Linked DNA regions of Mus musculus: all the other regions are linked to region 3. The links are chromatin contacts, called in public promoter capture Hi-C maps. All regions are on one chromosome and are shown on one strand. Each heading gives the region's core, a stretch centred on a gene start, on an enhancer-like site or on the middle of the called end of the contact. The rest is flanking DNA. Distances are from core to core; before and after follow the strand shown. Region 1 holds the start of Mrps27 (mitochondrial ribosomal protein S27). Region 2 overlaps Mrps27 (mitochondrial ribosomal protein S27). Region 3 holds the start of Gtf2h2 (general transcription factor II H, polypeptide 2).

What was found. Promoter capture Hi-C pulls out the DNA fragments that hold promoters and counts their contacts.
Region 1: a contact with region 3 is called in a promoter capture Hi-C map of pre-B cells. The contact joins the promoter of Mrps27 here to the promoter of Gtf2h2 in region 3. A contact is called at or near these places in 3 of 39 promoter capture datasets (cranial neural crest, hematopoietic stem and progenitor cells and pre-B cells), 9 of 484 Hi-C or Micro-C datasets (B cells, CD4 T cells, cortical neurons and 4 more), 3 of 115 datasets of contacts at active chromatin or transcription factors (astrocytes, large pre-B cells and neural tube) and 1 of 9 other capture datasets (liver).
Region 2: a contact with region 3 is called in a promoter capture Hi-C map of pre-B cells, with 4 times the contacts expected there. The contact joins the enhancer-like site here to the promoter of Gtf2h2 in region 3. A contact is called at or near these places in 5 of 39 promoter capture datasets (the C10 cell line, cranial neural crest, liver and 1 more) and 1 of 9 other capture datasets (liver).

What each region holds. Positions count from the first base shown.
Region 1 is chr13:99,341,723-99,346,269 of GRCm38.p6, reverse strand. Mrps27 (mitochondrial ribosomal protein S27) reads right to left here and starts at 1,484. Exons shown (of 11, transcript NM_173757.3): 1 at 1,395-1,484. The coding sequence starts at 1,467. Ptcd2 (pentatricopeptide repeat domain 2) reads left to right here and starts at 1,592. Exons shown (of 10, transcript NM_026873.2): 1 at 1,592-1,706; 2 at 2,865-2,957. The coding sequence starts at 1,601.
Region 2 is chr13:99,373,018-99,377,746 of GRCm38.p6, reverse strand. The region is part of intron 4 of Mrps27 (mitochondrial ribosomal protein S27); the gene reads right to left. Among named protein-coding and RNA genes, the nearest start is that of Mrps27, 31 kb to the right of the region's middle. Within about 2 kb of position 3,331, at least 17 of the 459 cell types and tissues checked have an H3K27ac peak or open chromatin away from gene starts, as enhancers often do.
Region 3 is chr13:100,490,180-100,494,862 of GRCm38.p6, reverse strand. Gtf2h2 (general transcription factor II H, polypeptide 2) reads left to right here and starts at 2,254. Exons shown (of 16, transcript NM_022011.4): 1 at 2,254-2,406.

The DNA of each region.
Region 1 (4,547 bases), core at 235-2,734, 1.1 Mb after region 3:
ACAAGCTGAGTACTTGAATTAGGGTATTTATACACTGATGTACTTATATTGCCTTCCTATAGCCTCCATCTGTGGTCTAATGCAGTGTCCAAAAAACTTCTGTAGAAATAAAAATGTTACATTTTAAATTGTCCAAGACAAAAGACATCAGCTACATGGATGTACTGACCACATAAAACACTAACTGCCGTGAAGAAACTTAGTTTTTAATCTTATTTATCTTCAACTTAAATTTAAATAGCTACAAGTACTAGCAACTACCAAGTTGGGATAGCTTCAGAGTATAAACTGCCAAAGTAAAGGTTCTCTCAAGTTGCTCTGTGTAGTTTCCATTCCTTTGTTACAATAGTTGCCCCAGCCATTATAAGCAACCAACTTACTCTCCTGTATCTACTAGTGTGGGTCTTATGAAACTTCAAAGAATTTACTACCAATCACAATTAAATATGCCAAATAGCTCTACAAAGCACTCTTAGTGCCAAATATTGTTCGTATCAATTTGTCAAATGTGTGATATGAAGTGTTCTTGCCAGGTAGTTCAAACACTTTATCTTTAGAAAACTCTTGAGGACAACTGTGGAGTTTTTAAATGGCTGTACACTTACAGGAGTGAGAGCAAGTGAGCATTGCTTCTCTTTTTGTGACTGGTGTTAAGGGAGTCTGATTGAAAACAAGCAGCATTGCAAACATCCAAGTGTGGTTAGTTCATTTTACTTCTGTTATCTGGCACATCTTCAAGGATTACGAGATTGTAAGCACTACAAACTCGGGTTTTGCAAAAACTTCAAAACGTATTTTCACCATTAGGTACCCTAAAAAGGCTTTGAGTGATTATGTGATTCAACTCAAGCCATCAAATCGCTCTGCTTGTTTACCTACTGGTGGAAAAAAAAAAAAAAAAAGAAATGTCAGGCAGAAGTTGTGGCCAAGGTCACCAGGTAAAGTGAGGCTAGTGTTGAAAAATTCTTTCAGGAGATGAAGACCAAGGGTTCGGGTCATCAAGTACAAGGCAGTGAGGGAAAACTTTTGCCTGATGACCCTCCAAAGAAATCTCAGGGGAAGAAAACTGTTCTAGCCCACGGAGTGAACATATTTGGGTTTTTCATGATCACCAAGAAGTCTACTAATTTAATACATTAAACTTGCAAGACATACGCAGAACCTCATGCTACAGCCTTCCCCTACTTTTCAAAAGTTTGGAATGGCGGGTACTAGCCTTAAAGAAGAGGGATTATTTTTCCTTTCTGGGTTACCAATACCCTAAACGGCTTCTCTAGCAACCGGATCCCAGACGCACTTATGCGCTTCCTGGAAGCCCATCACCCCCTTCCTTCAATAAACAGCGTGCTGGGAGGCCTAAATGGAGCTGCAGCTCCAAGGCAGCAGCCACCAACCTGCGAGGCAAAGGCGAGACGCGTCTAGTCGCCGAGCCAGGAGCATCCCACACCGCACCATGGGAGCCGCCATCTTGGAGCGCACCAAGTGGAAGGCGGGCGTGGGGGGACAGGCACAGAGCCCGCCTCCGCCGGAAGTGGTCCTACCACCTCAGAGGTCCCCCCTGCCCGGGTCCCGCAGATGGTGCAGCCCGGCCCGGAACAACATGGCTACAGTGTTTCGGCCCCTGGAACGCCTGCGGGTGCCGCGTCCTTCGCTGCATCCCGGGGTGACGGGCTCAGGCTCCGCCTGCTGCCGCTGCACTCTCGGAGGTACGAGCGGCCGCACGCCTGGAAGGAGGGAGGGTGGAAGAGAAGGGAGCGTGAGCCCACCGCGGCCTCTCTTTTTGGAGGAGGCTCGTGCGCCCTTTCCCTTTTGCTGCACGCGTGAGCAGCCCGGTTTGCTTCCGGACTGTGAACCCCTCTGCTCTGTGCCTGGAAAGCAAAGGGCAGCTAGGGACTGCACTTGCAAAGGTCCAAGTTGCTCTTCGAGAACATACCTCAGTCGTCGGGTGTCCTTTTCTGCAAGGTTTTGGTGCGGAGTTTAAGAGATGGGAACCCAAGCTGTGCTGCTTACATTCTCAAAGACTCGAGGCAGGCGTCCTCATCCCCCAAATTATTCCTTACCGCCTTTCTGAAGGCGTGACTGCTATTGATAATAAAATTATTATAATGTGGGCGCGCACACACACACATAGCATCCAGTGACAGAGGTACCCTTCTTCATTTACAGAATAGGAAGTAGACAAGGTTGTCACTCGCCCAAGGTCACAGGGAGCTGGCAGATGCTGTATTTGAACTAAAGACCCAGATCTGACAGCGTCACAGGACTGCCTTTTCATAAACAACTATTTTTGTTACTACCTTACTGTGTCAGATCTCAGTGCACGGTTCATCTGTTTTTATCTCATGCACAGCCAACGATGCAGAAGGGTACATTCCAGACTTGCTGATCTGTGGTCAGTGATTTCTGATCTAGGGTTACTGAGTCCAGATCTGAAAGGCTATCTTCAGTGCCGAAGTTTCAAAACTGGAAGTCATGATATAGCTTTTCCCAATATTTCATGTTTCTCCCAAAATAAACCAAGCAAAAGTGTGTGTGTGTGTGTGTGTGTGTGTGTGTGTAGGTGTCTGCAGTGTGTGTGTGTGTGTGTGTAGGTGTCTGCATTGCTAGCCCCCAACTAGATAGCAAATGCCCATTTGTTCTTCATAGCTCATCTTGTCAACCAGTCTTCACACTCCATCAATCCCTACCTCTTTCAAATGTAAGACTTGCATTCAATACTTGACTGGAGATGTTTGCTTCTCACCAGGGATATATAGTATTTGTACCTCTCTGGATGGATCCTTTAGAGGCAACCATGCTCTTATTTGCTGCGGGGGAGGGGGAGAGCAATCAAAATGACTTTATTTTCTTTTTCTACTTTTTAGCTAAAAGATACCTACTCACAGATAACATTGTGAAGTTAAAGGAATTTCAACATAAGAAGATAGCTATTGCATATAACCTACCTGGCACCAAAGGTAATATCTGTTTTATTAATTCTTTAATCGTCTGTCATTCATATTTCTCCTTTGTCTCTATTCACTCTTTCAAGACCTATCTCATAGAGAGAAAAAAGACAGAGTGACCATTAGTTTCCTCATCAACCCTTTCTCTCAGACTCTGGTACTTCAAGTCCATGGCTCTTCCTTTAGCCCTGCCCCTAGGAACCCCACGAAAATAGTGATATTAGCCCTGTGGCCAGTCATCTAGATCTCTGCTGCTCAGAATATGATTTGAGGACCATCATCAGCATCAATTGGGAGATCGATAGAGATAGACTTGGAAAGGCAGCAGATTGGAATAGACTACATAGTTCAAGAGTCCAGGCTTTCAAATGTTGATTAAGTATACCGTAGACCTGTGATATACTTGTAGGTCAGTAAGACCATGGTGTGGTAGTACATTTGGATTTTTCACACTTTAGAATCTAGGATTTACTTTGAAAAGCTCACTGTATTTAGGCTACACAGAAGAATCAAAATTAGCAAACTTGGCACCTGTTAAGACTGATTGCCAGATGAGGGTCATTATACTGGTTTTTTTTTTTCCCTCCTACTTTTGAGAGATACTTAAGGAGTTAAAAGTGCTTGCTGCTATTCCAGAGAGCCTGAGTTCGGTTCCTAGCACTCACATTGGGTGACTTAGAACTGCCTATAATGGTCTAGCTTCAACTCCTCCGTTGCCCTCTTCTGGTCTTTGCAGGCATAAATGTGCACAAACCTTTGTGCAGACATGCATGCCTGCATAAAATCAAAATATTTAAAACATGTAAAAAGCACTAAAAACATGAGGACACCAGTTCTTTGGCTTTAGTCCCTGTCATATCTTAGCAATCTTGTGTTCATTCCCTCTGTCCTGCAGGTTGAAGACTTCAAACTCCTTGATAAGCATATCTAAGACTTCCTCTGGCTTTTGTTGATTCGTTTTTAAAAGACCTCATTGGTTACTATTGACCTAAGACAGTTTCACATATGAACATCACACCCTGCCCACTCTTACCATCATCTCCCTACCTCCACTTCTAAACCTTTCTCTCACGTTCCTGCCTATGCAGCTTGCCTTGTGACCCTCTGATACACACCCAACACTCCTTCCTCTTGCCACCGCCAGTTCCCAGCCAGATCCCACTGAGAGACTGACTGACACTTCATGCCTCCATCCCTCCCGTCCTGTTCCTTCTCACTGCTTTTCAGGGTCAAGCCCTAGCAGTCAAGGAGGCAGTCTGTGGGCGTTTTGCTTGCATGTATGTACTATGTGTTTGCAGTGCTAAGGCCAAAAGAGTGCACTGAGTCCTCTGGAGTTCCAGAGAGTGGTTAGCTGCCATGTAGACCCTGACTGTGTGCCCTCTACAACAGTAACAAGTGCTCTCAACAGCTCAGCCATCTCCAGGCCCCAGGCTTGCCTTTTGATCTTGGGTATTTTGGGCCTATCTGAGGTTTGCATAGGAAGTACTCCCTGCTGTTATGTCTAATTGCCATGGTCTTCATGAATCTGTGATAGCTGTGGACCTGTTCCCAGATGCAGTCTAAAAGTCAGCCCCGTCTACGGCACTATCAGACTGGTACTTA
Region 2 (4,729 bases), core at 2,082-4,581, 1.1 Mb after region 3:
CTAGAAGGATCTGAGAGTGGAGCCCAAATGATTATTATCTACAAAGAAAGGTAATACTAACAAATGAAAGCCAAGAGAAGGTGGGTGGAGGGGGACGGGGGAGGACACGGCATTAGAACGTCCTCAGCGATTCTCACCTCAATAAACATGTACATTAAGGTCAGCCCTAAGACGCCAGCCTTGACTTCAAATCTACACTCTGTCCAGAGGCGAAAGCTAACTTTACATGGTAGCAGGGAAAGAGCCCATCTCTAGTCTTTCAGTCAACTCCTTCAAATAAAATCTGGGAGTCATAAATATGATAAACTTACAGCACTATTGTCAGCACACAGCCTTAGCTTGAAAAGTCATCCTCTATTAAAATATCTTCCAAAAGCCCAGCGGTTTATAGATCTCTACTGACATGAGAAAACAAACCCAGGCTATTTCTGCCTCTCTGCTCTCTTTGTACCATGGGTGTTCCGGGATAGGAAGGAGTGTTTCGACACCACTACAGAAGGTGACATAAACACACATACCGAGTGTGCTTTCAGGAGCAGCACGCTGCTGAGGGGATGTGAAGCTAACCTGACCGGACATTTGTGGAGCAGGCAAACAATGTTTTTATGAGCCTGGATGATATGGAAACAATGTTCCCTCAGGTTTAGAGGAAGAACCAAATAAATCCAGGGTAAGGTCTTTGGTCAGTCTCTAGCTGCTTGGCCTTGGAAAGGTTTCTTGGTTTATATCCTTCATCTACAAGAGGGGGATCCAGAAGTCCCCCTGGAATCTGCAGGCTATTCTAGGAGAGGATGAGGACGAGGACATTGGATTATGATTATCATCAGCGAAAAAGCCCCATAGGCTGTCTGAGGTTTGTGGCCACATCTCTGAGGAGCTCAGCTATCATCTAAGGCTCCGCTGGGAGGAGGATGCAGGAACTACACATTCAAACGAAGCGTTTGGAAAATACGTCTGAGAACTAACGAGGCTGCTAAACATGCTTCATGATACAAGTTGAGCACTGATACAGGTAGAACTGTAGACTACTTCCTATGTCAAAGCACAACATGGGTCATGGGTTGTTCAATAAATGGCAGAAAAAAGACTAGGGACATATGTTTTATGCATATAGGTATGTAAGTATATAAGGTATATATATATACACATATAAGGTATTAAGTATATAAGGGATATAAGGTATGCATATAAGGTATATATGTATAAATCTATATCTCATAATTAATGTGATTCTATATGAATCACATATACATGCTAAAAACAAAAGCATACATTAATTGGGGGTTAATTTACTGGGCTGAAAAGTCTTGTATAAAAACAAAAAGAAATGAGAAAATGTCACTTAATTCAAAGCTGTTCCATAATCACTAGAGGCCCAATAAACTAGAAACCAAAAACAACCCCTCCCTGCCTGCCCCCATAACCCAGCGTGAGTATTCATGGCCATTTATTCTTTCACTCGATTTTAGGATTATCTTCTCAGGCCCTCAAATAATTCTGCAAAAATTAGATTAACTTTATAAGTGAAATCTAAATTAACTTAAACAGATTCACTTAAAACAGATAAATGGAGGTATAATAAAAAGATTGCCAGGAAACATTAAAATACAGACTTTTTTTTTCCTTTATAAAGTTAAAAGCCTTAATCATCTTTTTCTATTTTTGAAATATGAAAAATGTTGTCTGTTTCATCCTAACCTTGAAGGCCACAGTAGATCAACCCAACCTTCCATGTAGCAATGGGCTACACAAGCAGGTTACTCAACTTCTCCATCAGGGAAAGAGGAGTGCTGAGAAGAGCCGACAGCTTCAGCCATGCCGAGCTGCTGCTTGCTCTATCATCAGAAGAGACATACAAGTTCTCTCTCAGCTGTGTGACTGTCTGCAGCCCAGAACCCCTAGTCGCTATCTATTCTGTGCTTTAGTTACCAACTCAGTAGCACTGGGCTAAGGTTGGGTTGGGGCAGGCTTTTTCTACTCGGGAATCCCTTCCCTGCAGACAGAATGCAGATGACTCTCTGCTGCCCCCTTTTGGTCTGCTATGGTTGCCGTAAAGCTTTGCAACTTGTAGCTATTTATAGGGCAACCTGATGTCTTTTAGGATCAGGACGCTTCCCCCAAATTTGACATCCTTTGCCTCTGGGTACTGAGCACCCTTCATAAGCACCTACCTGTCTCTCCCCATTTCTGAATCCTGCTGAGGCCTGGACTGTTGATACCCTTAGTGAAATCTGGCAAAGATCACTGGAGAATAATGGGTTTAAAAACCAAAATCTGAATTTAAAACACAATTTCCCTTAAAGAAAAGTGAAGAGAAAAATAGTCCTTGTCTTTCAGGGACGAAGCCTGGCTACTATCTAAGCTAAATCTCAGCAACCATTCACCTCCTCTGCTCGAGACCCTGCAGCAGCTTTTAAACAATTCCTCCAAGCCTCCTATCTACGGAGACAGGAGGATTATTTAATATCGATTAGTAAAGAGGGAGGGGTGGAGGGTGTAACAGTATTACATATGTTATTTATATGTTAACTATGTTAGCATATGCCACACCTGACTCTCAAGGCCTGGTACCCTGACCTCAGAGACCACAACTGAACCTCCCTTTAAAACTGCTTCTCAAGTAAAGACAAATCATTTTCTGACAAGTCAGTAAGTAGCTGAAATATAATTTTAAGGAAGGGTCAGAAGTTATATTAAAAGTCAGGGCAAGTATAGATGAGGCAAAACAGGGGACAGGAAACAAACCAGAAAGCACAGGACACTCTCAGGACGGGAGGCCACTGTGGCTGTGCTCTGAGAACACTGTGTTCGTTATGAGAGACATGATACCTTTCACTACCTACCACTAACTCAGCAAGCTGAGAACTGGGGTGATCTGTACCTATGAGACCCTCGGAGTCTCATTTTAACATTCTTCCCACGCCTTTCCTATCAACTGTGCCAAGGCTTTTAGCAATGAAGACTCCTGGATTATCTATCACCTCTGGGAGGCACCCAACACCCAGCCCCCGCCCCTAAGTATGGACCATGAAGCGGTGAGTATTTCCCTCACTGGCTGCTTGGTCTACGAAAGACTGCTTTAAGTCCCAAACTCACCTAGAAAATGAGGATGCTGTCTTAAAACCAACGTTGATATTTAAAGAAACAGAACAGGCCTCCAAAAAACCCTGTCTGTTTAAAACAACCATAAAGGGAAATCTATCATGGAAATCACAGCAGTCACGATCAGTGAAGAGAATCCACAAAGGTTCTAAGTATCCCTTCCCTAGACACAGAACATCTGGAAATACTTAAGGATGGACTTGCTCTTGGCCTTAAAGTCATGATGCAACCAACTGCGACTCCTGCTCCCTCCCACCAACTCCCCCTAAACCTCCGCTCATCTGCTCCGCTCTCTAACACTGTGGCAGCTCCTAGAAGCAAGCTGCAAACTCACCTGCAAACACTGCACATAAGCAGAAGCTTTAGTTTGTCTCTGCATCCCACAGGCTTGGTTCAAGGTTCCTGACTATGTCATGAAAACAGCCAATAGAAAGAGCTGTTGACAAAGGACTGTACTGCAGGAAACAACTCAGAGAACCTGTGCTTTGTGAGCCTTTCAGAGGCAGGAGACATAAGGATAAAGAGTGCACGAAAGTTAGCGGGGATCACTAACACTATTTATGACTGAAACCCACGACGGATCAGAAGCCCCAGTCTTTCTGTGACCTAGTCTTACATGGACTGCTTTTTTGTTTGTTAATCATGACAGAACTGACTGAAATGCTGACAATACCATTTAAGCGTACAGTGTTTCTGAGAAGCTAAGCAGACCAGGCCCTCATGCTCACAGGGTCTGAGGCTTTGGGCTTAATGAGAAAGCCAGGTGTTCCCCCGGGGAGCCAGTATCTACAGTCAGCTTAACAGGCTCCAAGTCACACATCAAACTGGAGCTTAAACTGCCTCTCCCATTCTGCTATCAAGGCTTGAAAGCACCCACCCTCCACAATACAAAGGCGGTCATACGGCTGCTGATCTCTACATGTTGGCCTTTCTTTAGGGCTGACTGTCCGTCACAGTTTAAGGTCTCATCCCAACTCTGTTCTGGTTACCACCGAGACGGCCTCTGACGGCCACGCACAGGCAGATATGCTGGCCTGCTCCCTAAGCCCTGGGTTCAAGTCAGGTTTCCACCCATGGCTTCTAGAAGCTGACTTGCTCACCCCAGACATTACAGAGGTGGCTTCAATTTCAATTCAGATTCTAAAGTAGAGAAGCCTCAGAGGCCACCTAGACTGCAGGTGCCCAGCTGCTGCCAGAATGCCAGGCAGAGCCAATGGCAATGCTTTGGCAAGTGTGCTCCCTCCAAAGCTCTGTAGCCAGCTCTCCTCTAAGGACTAAGTATGGTCAGAAGGCAGAGGACAGCAACCTAGAAACACGGAGGTGTCCATAACAAAGTGAATGTCCAGCCTCCCCCGCCCCACAACTGCTTCCAAGGCAGCACTTCAGCCATGTTCCGGTCCTTTTCCCATTAGCCAGGGCTTCATCTCCAACCCTCTTTGCTTTCAACTCTTCATTAACTCTGTTGATTTATTTTCCCCTCCTGTGTATAATCCATTTCTCTCTCCATTTCTACCGCTGATTACCACAGGTCAGATCTTTATCACTGCAAGCAGGGAAAATTAATTTCCTTCCTACTTTTAACCATTTAAGTAAAAAAAAAAAATTGTTACTAATCTTCATGGAATGA
Region 3 (4,683 bases), core at 1,005-3,504:
TCCATAATGGGATCTAATGCTCTCTTCTGGCATGCAGGTGTACATGCAGATAGAGTATGCATAACTAATTTTTTTTTTTTCGAGACAGGGTTTCTCTGTGTAGCCCTGGCTGTCCTGGAACTCACTTTGTAGACCAGGCTGGCCTCGAACTCAGAAACCCGCCTGCCTCTGCCTCCCGAGTGGTGGGATTAAAGGCACACGCCACCACACCACCTGCTTAACTAGGTCTTTTTTAAAATTTTTATTTAATGTCTGTGTGCTCTGCTGCATATACATCCGCCTGCCTGAAGAGGGCGTCCGATCCCACTACAGATGGTTGTGAGCCACCATGTGGTTGCTGGGAATTGAACTCAGGATCTCTGGAAGAGCAGCCAGTGCTTTTAATCACGGAGCTATCTCACCAGCCCTAATTAAATCTTTTTTAACCCTAACAGAGGCTAAGGTTGGCAAATCTCTGTGAGTTCAAGGCCAGTCTAATTTACAGAGCTAGTTCTAGGATTGCCAGGACTACACAAAGAAACCCCGTGTACACCAAACAAAAAACAAAACAAAAAAGTATTGGGTTGTTAAGGCTCACTTTCTTGCAGCCTTTCAAATTAAACGCTTTTTGTATTTCAGTTACACTACCCAAGCTGTTCCCAGATTTTCTAACTTCATTGTGCCAGCCAGCTATGGACACACACACACCACACTCAGGGAGGGAGAGGGAAAGAGAGAGGAATAGAGAGGGACTTACACGAGGTCTTATAATACAGCCCAGGCCAGTCTTGGGCTTGTAATCCTGCTTCAATCTCCCTAGTTCTGGTATAATCGGTATGTACCACCACACCCAGGTTTTATTCAATTCTTTCTTTACGGTTGTTCTTAGTTTCACAGCTTGAAAAGGTATTTCACTAGGTAAGATAATTTTATTGTTACTTTATATGTGATTGGAATATTAGTCATAGTTATACTGAGACTACCATGATTTCTGTGCACATTTTGTTTTGCTTTGGTACCCTGTTAACAAAGTTTTAATAAAAACCCCCTGTTCCAGCAGTCCTAGCAGACTTGTCTGGCCACGCGTCTCAGTTTGCCAAAGAGACACGTAATGATGAATGACAGAGAAAAGGGTTTTATTAAGGTGGCCATGATGAGAAAAACAGATAAAGGGGTTTGCATATACCAAGTCTGTCTTCGAGGGGCTGAGATGAACTTTGACATTTTATAGAAAAGGGAAATGGGAGGGGCTTGTGGTGTGCATAGATGACAGAGCCTGTGGTCTGGTCAGGTGATCTGGTCAAGGCATGGGTCTGATCACTTATGCCAACAAAGGCCTTGTTTCGCAAGGGTTTCTGGAGACCTTGCTAGTGATGTCATTACTCCGAGGCAGACTGTTTATGGCGAGGTAGTTACCCCAGCGCCAGCTTTCAGCCTCCCCACCATACGTAGTTGCCCTCATGTGGGAGGTGATCTGTCCTGCCAGGCTTGCTCTTTGCTTGGGAGTAGTCTCGGTTCCACGTCATAAGGATGTTTACAGATCAGTCTTGCCATTCCTTGTGTTCAAGAGAACTACAGAAGAGAGTGAGTGACTTAGCAGGAAAATTGTTTTTTAAAAAAAAAAGTCAGAGAATGGTGCCCTTCGTCTTCCTAGCTCAGTCTTAGTTTCTAAGACTATTTTACAGAGCCAAAGTTATGAGTGGGAAAAGTTCGAATGTGTCTTACTTCTATTCACAAATATGCTTAGATGTATTTTTATTTTATTGGGGGAATCCTCTTATTTTTGGGTTAAAGAGCATGCTTGGCGCTCGTGGGGGTGGGGCGGCAGGTGGGGCTATGGCTATGCAGTTAAGAGCACTTGTTGCTATTCCAGAGGGTCCGGATTTGATTTCCATCATCCACATGGCAGATAGCAAACATCTGTAACTTCAGTTCCAGGGGATCAGATGCCATCTTCCGTCCCCTGCCCCAACTAGGCACGAACATGGTGCACAGACATGCACGCAGGCAAAAACATCCAGATACTAAACAAAACCCAACAAAACAAAACCCACGGACAAAAAAAAACCTCCCTAAACGCATGTATAACGTATCCAGAACTTGTAGTTTTAGCTGTTTGGTCTATAGAAATGCACCCCACAGCAGAAATATTGGTGAACTGGAAGGCAGTTACGCTCTTGGGCACCACTTGCTCCCTAGCTCCCTCTTCTGGCAGCAGCTGCCCTCTGCCGCCGGAACATTTTTTTTTTCCCGTGGCTCCAGCGCGCTGCGGAAGAATTTTGGCGGCGCACTCAGACTGCCGGTACTTCCGGTGAGGGTCGTCTCGTCGAGGCTGGTGGGTCTACGCGAGGAGACCTGCGGGGTCCTGAGGCTGTGGAGGGCTGGAGTGAGGCGGACAGGAGAAGAAGCCTGGAGCTGAGGACCGAGGTGCAAAGCCCGGGTTGGCCTCGGGGGGGACCTGGAGGGCGGAGGGGGTGGGGGCGTGTGCAGGGAGCGCGGCAGCTTCCGCCTGAGGAAAGTTCTCGCTGCAGGGCTGCCGTTTGCCGTGAGTCTGTGTGGCCCGAAGCGAGTTTGCAGCCCCGAGCTGTCCCTCTCTGAACACGGGGGACAGTAAATCACCCTTGACCTCGGGCCAGGCAGGGTAAGGCGAGGCAGAGCCTCCGCAGTGGCCATGCGCGCTGCGGCTCGCGGGTGCACGCGAGGAGCTCACCGTGAGCATCTCCCGGGGCGGCTGGGTGTGATGACGGAAAGTCTAAGAAACGGGTGATCTGGCTGCGGCGTGGGGACTTCTAACTTCTCCCCGGTTGGATTCTCCATCATAAAGAGGCCCCGTATACCCAGCCAAAAAGTGTGCGGCGTTTACTCGTTGCTTCTCATTTTCTCTGAATTTAAGAGAGTAATAGAAGAGTAAAATATAAAGCAAATGTTGATGCGGTGGAGCAACATTTAAAAAGCTTAAAAGTAATATTATGCGAACTGTGTGTGCACACGCACACACGTGTGCTGGGATCACAGGTGTATTCCACTCTGCTCATCCTGAACAGAAATTTTATTTATTTTTAATTAATTAATTAATTAATTTGGAGATGGTTTCTCTGTGTAGTGTTGGCAGTCCTGGAACTCACTTTGTAGACTAGGGTGGCCTTGAACTTTAGAGATCTGCCTGCTTCTGCCTTCCGAGTGCTGGGACTAAAGGTGTGCTCCACCACAGCCAGGCTCATAGTTTTGTTATTTTTTAAAATTATTATTTTTTTTTTATTTACAGTTCCAATGTTATCCCCTTTCCTGGTTTCCCCTCCGAAAACCCCCTATTTCCTACCCCTTCCCCTGTTCACCAACCCACCCACTCCTGCTTCCTGGCCCTGACATTCCCCTATACTGGGGCTTAGAGTCTTCACACGACCAAGGGCCTCTCCTCCCATTGATGACAAACTAGGCCATCCTATGCAGCTAGAGCCATGAGTCCCACCATGTGTACTCTTTGGTTGGTGGTTTAGTCCCTGGGAGCTCTGGGGGTACTGGTTAGTTCATATTGTTGTTCCTCCTAGGGGGCTTGCACACCCCTTCAGCTCCTTGGGTACTTTCTCTAGCTCCTTCATTGAGGACCCTGTGCTCTGTCCAATGGATGGCTGTGAGCATCCACTTCTGTATTTGGCAGGCACTGGCAGAGCCTCTCAGGAGGCAGCTATATCAGGCTCCTGTCAGCAAGCTCTTGTTGGCATCTGCAATAGTATCTTGGTTTGGTGACTGTATATGGGATGGATCCCCAGGTGGGGCAGTTTCTGGATGGTCATTCCTTCAGTCTCTGCTCCGAACTTTGTCTCTTTAACTCCTCCCATGGGTATTTTGTTCCCTCTTCTAAGGGCTCATCCTTTTAATTTTTTTACTTTTTTGGTTTTCGAGACAGAGTTTCTCTGTGTAACAGAGCCCTGGTTGTCCTAGACTCTGTTAGTAGACCAGACTGGGCTCGAGATCCACCTGCCTCTGCCCTCCTGTTTCTGAGTAAAAAAGCCAGTCCTGCTTCTACAGATACCTGTCTTTTATCTTTTATTTCCGAGTCACCTCCCATCAGTTCCACCATGTCCAGGCAGAACTTTACTTTTATGTTCACAGTGGTGTTTGAGGGGCTTGAGTCTCATTGTGTAGCCCAGTCTGGGCTTGAAGAGGGAAGGGTGCATCAGCATGAGAGGCTCAGGGAATAACGTTCTGGCTTTAGTTCCCTGTCTGCGGTTTCAGATAGGAACTGTCTGGGCTGACAGCTATTCTTGCACATGGAGGATAGGATGCTGAGTAAGCATTTGCCAGTCTGAGGTATTTTTACCTTTTAAAGACAAACGATCAAGTTTTCTGAGGCAAATGATGACTCCGTGGGAAATATACAGAATTTAATTAATAACGTTATATTGTAGCAGGTTTCATAAAAAGCCCCTTAGGACTAGTCTCTAATCTTCTGACTTTTTTTTTTTCTTTGAGAGAGGGTTACTTTGTGTGTAGCCTTGGCTGTCCCGGAACTTGCTCTGGAGCTCACTCTAGAGCTCGCTCTGTAGACCATGCTGGCTTGTGCCACCACTGCCCAACTGAGAATTTTGTATTTTCATAGAATAGTTACTGAATACACTGCAAGAATAAAATGACCTTGCATTCTGATATTTTAAACTTTGTCCCTAACTGTTAAGTAATTAGGTTAATTGGTGATCTATTTTT